Linked DNA regions of Sus scrofa: region 1 is linked to region 2. Evidence: chromatin contacts called from public HiChIP or PLAC-seq data. All regions are on one chromosome and are shown on one strand. The core of a region is the stretch at or near the end of the contact, and the rest is flanking DNA. Distances in the headings are between cores, read along the strand shown. Region 1 holds the start of LOC100620992 (general transcription factor II-I repeat domain-containing protein 2). Region 2 holds the start of LAT2 (linker for activation of T-cells family member 2).

Evidence for each region. HiChIP or PLAC-seq counts read pairs in DNA pulled down with a chosen protein or histone mark.
Region 1: a contact with region 2 is called in an H3K27ac HiChIP or PLAC-seq map of alveolar macrophages. The contact joins the promoter of LOC100620992 here to the promoter of LAT2 in region 2. A contact is called at or near these places in 2 of 47 Hi-C or Micro-C datasets (embryonic fibroblasts and fetal skeletal muscle) and 1 of 2 datasets of contacts at active chromatin or transcription factors (alveolar macrophages).

Annotation. Positions count from the first base shown.
Region 1 is chr3:11,896,704-11,901,603 of Sscrofa11.1, reverse strand. LOC100620992 (general transcription factor II-I repeat domain-containing protein 2) reads left to right here and starts at 3,148. Exons shown (of 14, transcript XM_013995562.1): 1 at 3,148-3,671.
Region 2 is chr3:11,350,966-11,355,701 of Sscrofa11.1, reverse strand. It overlaps LAT2 (linker for activation of T-cells family member 2), which reads right to left and starts at 1,829. Exons shown (of 13, transcript NM_001243411.1): 1 at 1,552-1,829.

The DNA.
Region 1 (4,900 bases), core at 1,899-4,398, 540 kb before region 2:
AGATTTTTAATTAAATTTCAAGTTATTTAATAGATATAGAGCTATTCAGGAGTTTCCGTCGTGGCTCAGTGGTTAATGAATCCGACTAGGAACCATGAGGTTACAGGTTCGATCCCTGGCCTTGCTCAGTGGGTTAACGATCCAGCGTTGCCATGAGCTGTGGTGTAGGTCACAGACGCTGCTCGGATCCTGTGTTGCTATGGCTCTGGGCATAGGCCGGCAGCTACAGCTCTGATGAGACCCCTAGCCTGGGAACCTCCATATGCCACGGGAGTGGCCCTAGAAATGGCAAAAAGACAAAAAAAAAAAAAAAAAGGATATAGATCTATTCAAATTATCTATTTCCCTTGAGGAAGCTTTGGCAAGTTGTATCTTTCCAGGATTTTGTCCATTTCTTTTAAATGGGTAAATTCAGTGCCAGAAACTTGCTCATAATTTTTCCTCATCATCATGTATTTTGCTTGTTGGTTTCTCAGCCACATCAGGCAAGAGGATAAATCCAATACGTGTTACTTCATCTTGGCCAGAAGCGTAAGTCAGGATGGGGTGAGAGGGACAGTTTTGAGCAGAGGAGTGAAATGAGTTACAAATCAGAGAATTCTTCTGATTGCCGTGTTAAGAATAGCCTGAAGAGGATTAAGGCAGAATTAGGACGATCGAGTGGGAGGTACTGCCAGAGATGGTGTTGGCTTGGACGAGTGTGGTGGTGGTGAGACAGTGGCGGAGTCTGGGTAGCGCTGGAACTGACTGGATTGTCTGATGCCTGTGGGCCACGGGAGAAGGAACGGATGCTTCCAGGGCTGGGGCCTGGGTACGGGAAGAGTTTCATTAACTGAGAAGCAGGAGGACCTGGGCAGAGGGCAGGACATGTTCTGTTTGAGACACATACTCATCCCCCAAGTGAATATCTCAAAGCAGGCAGGTGCTTATACAGACTGGGAGTGGGGGGACCTGGCTGGGCTGAAAATGGGCATACTTGACAGTCAAAACCCTTACCCATGGGATTTAAGGCCCCAAGACTGGATGAGGTTTTCTAGGGAATGAGAGCAGCTGAGAAAGAGACCAAGACTAAATCCCGATACGGCACTATGGAAAGGTTGGGGGTGGGTGGGAAGAAGGACCTGCCACAGAGTAAGAAAAGCAGTCAGAAGAAGAGGCAGAACAGCAGTCCGGAATGGTATCTGACAAATCCAGATGTGTTTCAAAGAGGATGTGGTGACTGGCTGTCAAACGCCGATCAAGTGATTCACAGACTGAAAAATGACTGCCGCCAGGTGGTGGTCCCTTGTGACCGTGGAAAAGACTTTAGTGGAGTTATGGGGGTTTAATGGAACGGATTCAAGAGAGAGGAAGAGGTGGTACATATACCCAACTCTTGCTGTCAATCAGTCGTTCTTTCAAACCAATAACAAAATGTGTATTTTCAGTTTTTTCTTTTTCTTTTTTCTTTTTCTTTTTTTTTGCTTTTTAGAGCTGCATATGGAAATTCTCAGGCTAGGGGTCAAACTGGAGCTACAGCTGCTGACCTACACCCCAGCCACTGCAACACAGGATCTGGGGCTGGTCTGTGAAATACACCACAGCTCACCACAACATCGGATTTCTGACACACTGAGCGAGGCCAGAGATTGAACCCATGTCCTCGTGAATACTAGTCCGACTTGTTTCTACTGAGCCACAACAGGAACGCCTGTATTTTCACACTTTTAACAAATGGTTCAAAACACCAAAATTCTTCCTATACAAGATTTTAAAGCAGATTAGAAAGTTGTTTCCAGGAGTTTCCGCTGTGGCACAATGGGATCGGCAGCATCTCTGCAGTGCCAGGACGCAGGTTAGATATCCAGCCTGGCATACTGGGTTAAGCCTGGCATCCAGTGTTGCCCCAGCTTCGGCGTAGGTTACAGGTGTGGTTCAGATATGATCCCTGGCCTGGGAATTCCAAATGCCATGGGGTGGCCAAAAAAGAAAAAAAAGAAAGAAAATTGTTTCCAGGTTACTTTTTTTTTTTTTTTTTTTGTCTTTTTGGCCATTTCTCGGGCCGCTCCCACAGCATATGGAGGGTCCCAGGCTAGGGGTCGAATCGGAGCTGTAGCCACCGGCCAACGCCAGAGCCACAGCCACGTGGGACCTGAGCCATGTCTGCAACCTACACCACAGCTCACGGCGATACCGGATCCCCAACCCACTGGGCAAGGCCAGGGATCAAACCCACAACCCCATGGTTCCTAGTCGGATTCATTAACCACTGAGCCACGATGGGAACTCCCCTCCAGGTTACATTTTTAAGTATGAGAGTTTTACACTCCCATTGTTTTGGGCAACAACAAAAGTCAATCCTTATTATTTGCTAATTTCATATTTGTGAATTCACCTACTCACTATAATTTATAGGTAAATTTAAAAAGCAATACTCACCTTCCTTTCCCCGATCTTGCAGACACAGCAGTGGCAAAAACAAGTTGTTCTGCCTGCCCTACATGTTCCCAGCTGAAGTAGAATGAGGTGACACTCGTTTCAGGTCTAACATAGGAAACGAGTATCCTGTTCTGGGTCTATTTAATGTTCATTTTCCACATTTTGTGCTTCCATGCGTGTGTGTGTGTGTGTGTGATTTTGCTGTTTAAAATGGTCATCAAATATAGTACTTAAGTGCTACCTGTGTTTCTAAGCGCAAGAAGGCTATGATGTGCCTTATGTAGAAAATACTAGTGTTAGCTACGCTTCCTTTCAGACATGAGTTACAATCAGTGCTGCTGCCTATGAGTTCAAACAATGTATCAACTCAAATATACACTGAGTTCCCAGGTGGTTCAGAGGGTTAAGGGTCCCCACGTTGTCACTGCTGTGGCTCTGATTACTCCTATGGTAGGGGTTGGATCCCCGGCCCAGAAACTTCTGCTAGCTGCGAGCATGGCTGAAAAAGAAGTAAGGCACACTACGTTAAATCTGAGCAACAGGTAAATATTTCTATTATCTTATTCTCCTTTTGGTATATTTAAAATAAATCTGTAACTTAAGTTTGATTAGATAACACTATAGTCATATTCAACTGTTTGCTGGAACGCCAGCACCACCTGATGGACAGCTCATGATTGGTTGGCAATGCCAATGACCCCATCAAAAGGTCAGTTAACAAATAACTCCAGGGCTTTAAGGCAGATTCACCGATCACTGGAATTGTGACCTCACCGCTTTAAAGCTACAAACTGCAATTTAATGAGTATCATATTAAATAACAGCAAGAGAGTATGTCCATGTTTGAGGGCGGTATCACGGCGTGAGACCAGACACCTGCAGCCACTCATCAAAGGCCGGGGATGGATGAGCACGGCTGGCCTAGAGCAGAAGGGGACTGAGAGCCTTCCAGCAAACTGTGCAGCGAACTGGATTTCATGGCACCGGAAACGGCAACTCCCACTTGGGGCGCTGCGGACACACGAGTCAAGGCTGCCTTCCAGGAAGCCAAAAAAAAAAAAAAAAAAAAAAAAAAGGGAAAAGAAAGAGAAAAAGGAGGGATAGTGGAGCGCAGGGCTTCGGCCGCCACCCACACGCAGCGTCCTCGCCTCATCGCGGTCACGGCCGCCGCCCTCGGCCCCCCGCCACTCCCGGGTGGCCCAGCCCTCGGACCCCGCGACCGGCAGGGCGCTGCCCGCCGGCGGGGACCTCAGGTGCGTACCCCGCCCCTGCCGCAGCCGCCATTAAGAGCGGGTGCTTTGCTTGGAACTCTCTACTCGCGGGCGTGGCGGAGGGTAGGTTGCCCTCCGAAGCGCGCGGCTGCAGCCCCCTTCCCCGCCCGCCCGACGGGGCCCGGAACCGGCTCCCCACGGGCAGGGCCCGCGGAGTGGGGGTGGGGCGGGAAAGCCCCGGCGCGGGGGCCGCGGTCGCACGCACAGAACGCGCATCACTCTCCCTTCTGATTGGCTGAGCGAAAGCGGTGGGGGCGGGGGCTGCCGGTTCTGGGCTCTCTGGGTCCCGGAGTGCGTGAGGTCAAGCTCCGGCTGGCGTACTTGGGAGTACACCGCTGCGTGCGGGCGAGCCTGATTGGTTAATTGGGGGGGCGGGGCGGGGCGGGGCGGCCGCTGTTGCCTAGTAACCGCGCCCTGCTCCACCGCAACGACTGGCCCACCCGCTGGGTTTTGTCCTGGGTGGGCTCAGTCGGGCACCCAGTAGCGGCCTGTCTGTGGGCATAAAACTAATTCAGAGGCCGGACGATGAGCTTCTGGCCCTAGATTAGAATCCCTCAGATTATGATTTAGAGATAAAAGAGAAAAAAAGACTTGCGGGACTATATTTCCCACCTTTCAAACAAAATAACAGCTTTATTGAAAAATGCCATGAAATCCACACTTGCAAAGTGTATAATCCAGCGGATTTTTTGTTTATTCACAGAGTTGCGCGACCATGACCACTAATGCCAGAATGTTTTCATCACCCAAAAAGAAAATCCATTTCCGTTAGGCAGTCATTTTCTTTTCCCATCCCAGCCCTGGACACAGCGAAGTATTTTCTGTCCGATGGCTCTGCCTATTCCAGCATTTCCTAAGCTCAGAATCATCAAAGGGAGTCTCTTGGATCTGGCTTCTTTGCTTCCTTCTTATGGCTGAATAATAATCCATTCAATGGGTATACCCCATTTCCATTTTCCCTCAATTGATGAATGTTTTTGGATTTTTACCACTTTTTGGCTATTATGAATACCGCTGTGAACATCCGTGTTCACTTTTTTTGCGTGGATGGTTTGTTTTGAGCTCCTAGATACATACCAAGGAGTGGAACTCCTGAGCCAAAAATATCACGTTTTAGTTTTGTGCTGGTAATTTGAAGTAAACAGATGTTTAGATATAAGATTGGAAATTGGCACAGTGGATATTGCTCACGGCTGCAGCTGAAGAACTGA
Region 2 (4,736 bases), core at 580-3,079:
CCTGCCTTGCCTGGTCCCCAAGATCTGCAGGTCTAAGCCCCCTCAACAACTGTCCAACACGGGGGCGGGGGGCGTTGTGCGGGGACCCTGGGAGGGGCTGGGATCTGAAGAGAGTGTGGCCTTTGCCCAGCCCCCCAGTTGTCCAAGACAGGCAGAGCATCACCTCGGAGACGCCAGCTCCTGCCTTCCGAGGGAGGAGAGGGAAGCCCAGAGAGGTGAGTACTCCTTCTGAGGTCACACAGCTGAGCGGTCAGAGCCGGCATCCGCTCCCAGGGTGGGCTGACGCCCGGGCCTACACTCTGCTACGTGAATCCTTCCTTACAGGACGTTTTAAAGATGTACACAATATTTTTTAAAAGACACTCGTTTGAGGAAAACCTCTGTGGCTGCCCCCCAGACGGAATCAATCTGTTCGCTTTCCTCCTTTCCCATCCAGGTCTGAGAGCAGGTGGGCGGGGGACAGGGAGGCGGAGGGGCTGGGCCCCAGCAGAGCCAGGCCTCGCAGCCGCAGGAGGGCCCCTAGGGGCCGGCAGGGCTGGGTGGGGTGGGGAGGGGAGGCCCTCAGCCCGTGGCCTGCGGGGCCAAAATAGCAGAAAGGGAAGTGGGCAGTTTTCATATGAACAAGGTTTGCAACAAGCCGATGGCGGAAAAGCTCTCGGGGCTGGGCTGAGCGAGCCTCAGCACCCACCTCCCGTCCCCAAGGCGCCTTGGTGGCCCTCCTGCCCGGCCTCCCAGCCCTCCTCATGCTGGAGAAGGGGAACCTGGGACCCCTAGGGCCGAAGGGCAGGCTCTGGGGGCTAAGCGGGGAGCCAGAGGTCCGGCCCAAGCCCTGAGAAGGCTTTATCCGCGGGGCTCTGCTCCATTTTCCCAAATGACCTTGGCCTTCCGATGAGGCCAGGAGGACTCCAATGGAGGCTCTTTACGCTCCAGCGGCAGGTGCAGGGGCCCGGACGGCAGCCCTTGTTCTGGGGCAGGGGTGGGGGATGGTGAACAGAGCGGCCACCACGAGCAGCCCAGGGCCTGTAGTTCCTCCAGCCGCACAGGAGCGAGCTGGCTGGGGCTCGGGACGGCCGGGACAGCCGCTTCTCCCTGGCCCAGGGCAGGACCTGGGCCTGCCCGTCTGTAGCGTCTCACCCGACCTCCCATAGCCCTGTGGCAGGGCAGCTCCAGTCCCATTATACAGATGAAGAAACTCAGGCTCACAGGCCTGCCCCGGGGAGCGGCTGCCCTGGGGCTCCCCAGGGCTGTGCGGGCTGGGCTGGGGAAAATGGGGGCAGGAGAGTAGCCGGAGCCCCAGAAATAGCTGCACCTCTAGTGCTGCAGGGTCTGGGGTGAGGGCCCCCTAGCCAGGGGTGCCAGGACAGTGCCGGGGCCAAGGCAGGGGGTGCCGGGCGGCCTGGCTTCTTCCCAGCCCCCACCCCCACCCCCAGCCGGCAGCCAAGTGCTCCTGCTCGGCCAGCGAGGCCACTCCCATCCCCTGTGGGGTGTCTGGGGACAGCTCAGGACCCCTGCCTTGGGGCCAGGCTCCAGGCACCCCTGGGAAAGGCTTACCTGAGAGCAGGCGCTCCTCACTGCGGCCACCTCATCCTGAGCCCACACACCTGCCCGAGCCGATGCCAACGCCACAGACACTGGCGGGCAGCAGGCAAGGCGGCGGGCTTCCTGTCAGCCACTGAATCATCCCTCACACATCCGCTGCTCTGCCGGACAGGCTCGGCTCTCACAGAGGCAGAGACAGAGAGAGACAGAGACAGAGACCAAGACGGAGGCGGAGACAGAGAGAGACAGAGAACAAGACGGAGGCAGTCAGGCAGAGAGAGAGACGTGCACGGACACACACACAACACACACTAAATACACACACACAACCACAACACACACAGGCCTCACAGAGGGGAAGAGACAGAGGGGGACAGGGAGAAAGAGCATGAAATAGGGCTGCTTGCATATCACGCACAGGCAGGGACAAAGAGTGGGAAGACACGGAGAGAGACACGCTGAAAACACAGAAACACAGAAATACACGTCCACACCCATACCCATGGGACATGGGTGGATGGGCGCAGAGAGATGCAAGCCAGGCCAGACATGACAAAGAGCCAGGAGTTCCCGTCGTGGCTCAGTGGTTAACGAATCTGACTAGGAACCGCGGGGTTGCGGGTTCAATCCCTGGCCTCGCTCAGTGGGTTAAGGATCCCGCGTTGCTGTGGCTGTGGTGTCGGCTGGCGGCTCCAGCTCCAGTTGGACCTCTAGTCTGGAAACCTCCATATGCCACCGGTGAGGCCCTAGAAAAGGTAAAAAACAAAAAACAAAAACAATAATAATAATAACAAAGAGCCAGAGGAGTTCCCATTGTGGCTCAAGGGGTTAAGAACCCAACTAGTATCCAAGAGGATGCAGGTTCAAACCCTGGCCCCTCTCAGGGGGTTAATGTTCCAGCGTTACCACAAGCTGTGGTGTAGGCTGCAGATGTGGCTCAGATCCGGCGTTGCTGTGGCTGTGGTGCAGGCCGGCAGCTGCAGCTCCAGCTGGCCCCTGGCCTGGGAACTTCCACATGCCGTGGGTGCGGCCCTCTAGAGAAAAAACAGCCAGAGACAAAGAGAGATGGATGGAGAGGCCACTGAGGTGAAGAGACAACGCTGGAGGATAGAAGGAAGGACAATCCCGGCTCCTCCTTCAGTCCCAGGAGCCTTCTCACCCCCATTTTCCAGATGAGGCTCGTGGAGGCGTGGAGCTGGCCCCAGGCAGGCGGCAGGCCCGGGCCGGGGTGGGGGGAAAGCAGGGCAGTTAGGACCCAGCCCCCAGGCTCTCCACCTGCTGCCCAGCCCCTGGGCACTTCCTTCAGAGGTGAGAACGGTGCTGAGAGGTGGGTGCCCCACACGCAGCACACATTCTCCAGGGCCTCCTGTTATGTGTCACTAAACACCTTGTCCAAGGCCACTGAACTCTTAGTGGCACGCCACCCCATGAGGGTCTCCCAACCCCCACCTGCCTGGCATCTCAGAGCCTGGGCTCCCGAGCTCTGGGGCCCGTCTTGGCTGGGGCGGGGCTTTCAGCCCCAGCCTGGGGTGGCCCGGACGTCCCAGACCAGGCCAGGCAGTCCAGCCGCAGTGGAAGTGCCCCCAGGAGGCCCTGCCAGAACCGAAACAGAAACACAGGGGCTGGGCGCCCTCTGCTGCCACCCTGTGGGAGAGAAGGGTAGCGCAGGGACCCGAGATCCCTGGGCAGAGTGCCAGAAGTTGTCTCCACGGCAAACTGTGACACAAGGACTAAAGCCAACCTTATCTGAATTGCAGAGCTGCACCTGTGACGCACGCTGCCTCCCTCGTTCCACATGGGGCAGTGCAACGTGTAAGGCCCACGGCAACACTTTCCAGGGACACCTTGGCAAGGGCATAGACTAAGAATCCTAGAGGTAAGCTGGTTGTGAACACAGAGTCCAAAGCCTGTTGTCTCTTCACCACCCATGAGTTCAGGTCCTGGCTGGGACCACCTGCCTGGACCCTCCTCACCCACGAGGACGAGCCAGAGTGGGTCTCCAGCCGCTTCTCAGCTACGCGCCTGCCTGGGGTTTCCTGCCCGTGGAGACACAGAAACTCCAGGGTCTGGTGGGAACGGAGCTCTCATCCACATGCCAGCTTCTGTCATGGGCCTTTCTTAGCGACGGCAGGTGTTGAAGTGACCACCAACCACGGGCAAAGACTCAGGTGCATCCACAGCAGCACTGAGGAAACCTCCTGGACCCTCCTGGAGCTCGTCTTCTATCCACAGAAACAGGCCCGTCAACCTTTTGGACCTGAGTGGAAGGATGACCCTGCTCCCTTGCAGGGCAATTCTCAAATCTCTCCCAGTTCTATTCTACTTATAGGCCATTCAGCCGTGAGTTAGAAAATAAGCTTTAAAAAACTAGACATTTCATGTCCAGCTGTGTAAATGCCAGTGAATTTTTTTTTTTTTTTTTTTTTTTTGTCTTTTTAGGGCCTTGCCTGTGGCATATGGTGGTTCCCAGGCCAGGGGTCAAATTGGAGCTGAAGCTGCCAGTCTGTACCACAGCCACAGCAACCCCAGACCCTTAAACCAGAGCGAGGCCAGCGACTGAATCTGCGTCCTTACGGAAACTAGGCAGGTTTGTTACCACTGAGCCACGATGGGAACACCATTTTTTTTTTTTTCCAATTCAATGGTTCCTGGTATATTATGCCGTTAAAATATTGTGACAAAATAAATATCAACAGGAAATTCACCACTTTAACCATTTCTTTTGGCTGCGCCCTCAGCATTTTATAATATGCAACTCAGCGACACGAATTATTCACAATATTGTGCAACCATCACCACTGTCTATTTCCAGTTTCCATCACTCCCAACAGGGCTATTTGGCTTTGGGGCTCACAGTGGAGTGTCGGTTTGTGCACACACTCGTCAGAGAAGCAAGGTATCGAGGTAGAAAAGGAGCCGTTCCAAGAACTCAGTGCCAAGGCTCAGACTCTTCTGGGGTCACAGATCCCTGAAAGCTACAGGAAGTGATGGTTATTTAGAAAAATGCAACTTGAGAAGCATATACGACATTCTAGAAGTCACTGCAGCCCATCTGTAAAGTTGTCTCCCGTCCTCGACACTCAAGATACGAACAGGCAGCCCTCCTGCCCCTCACCCCAGCCATCTATGGCACTTTGCTTTGGCCGTGAACCACCACCCGTTCCTCTGCCTCCCCTGACCTGTGGCTTTATTCTCTC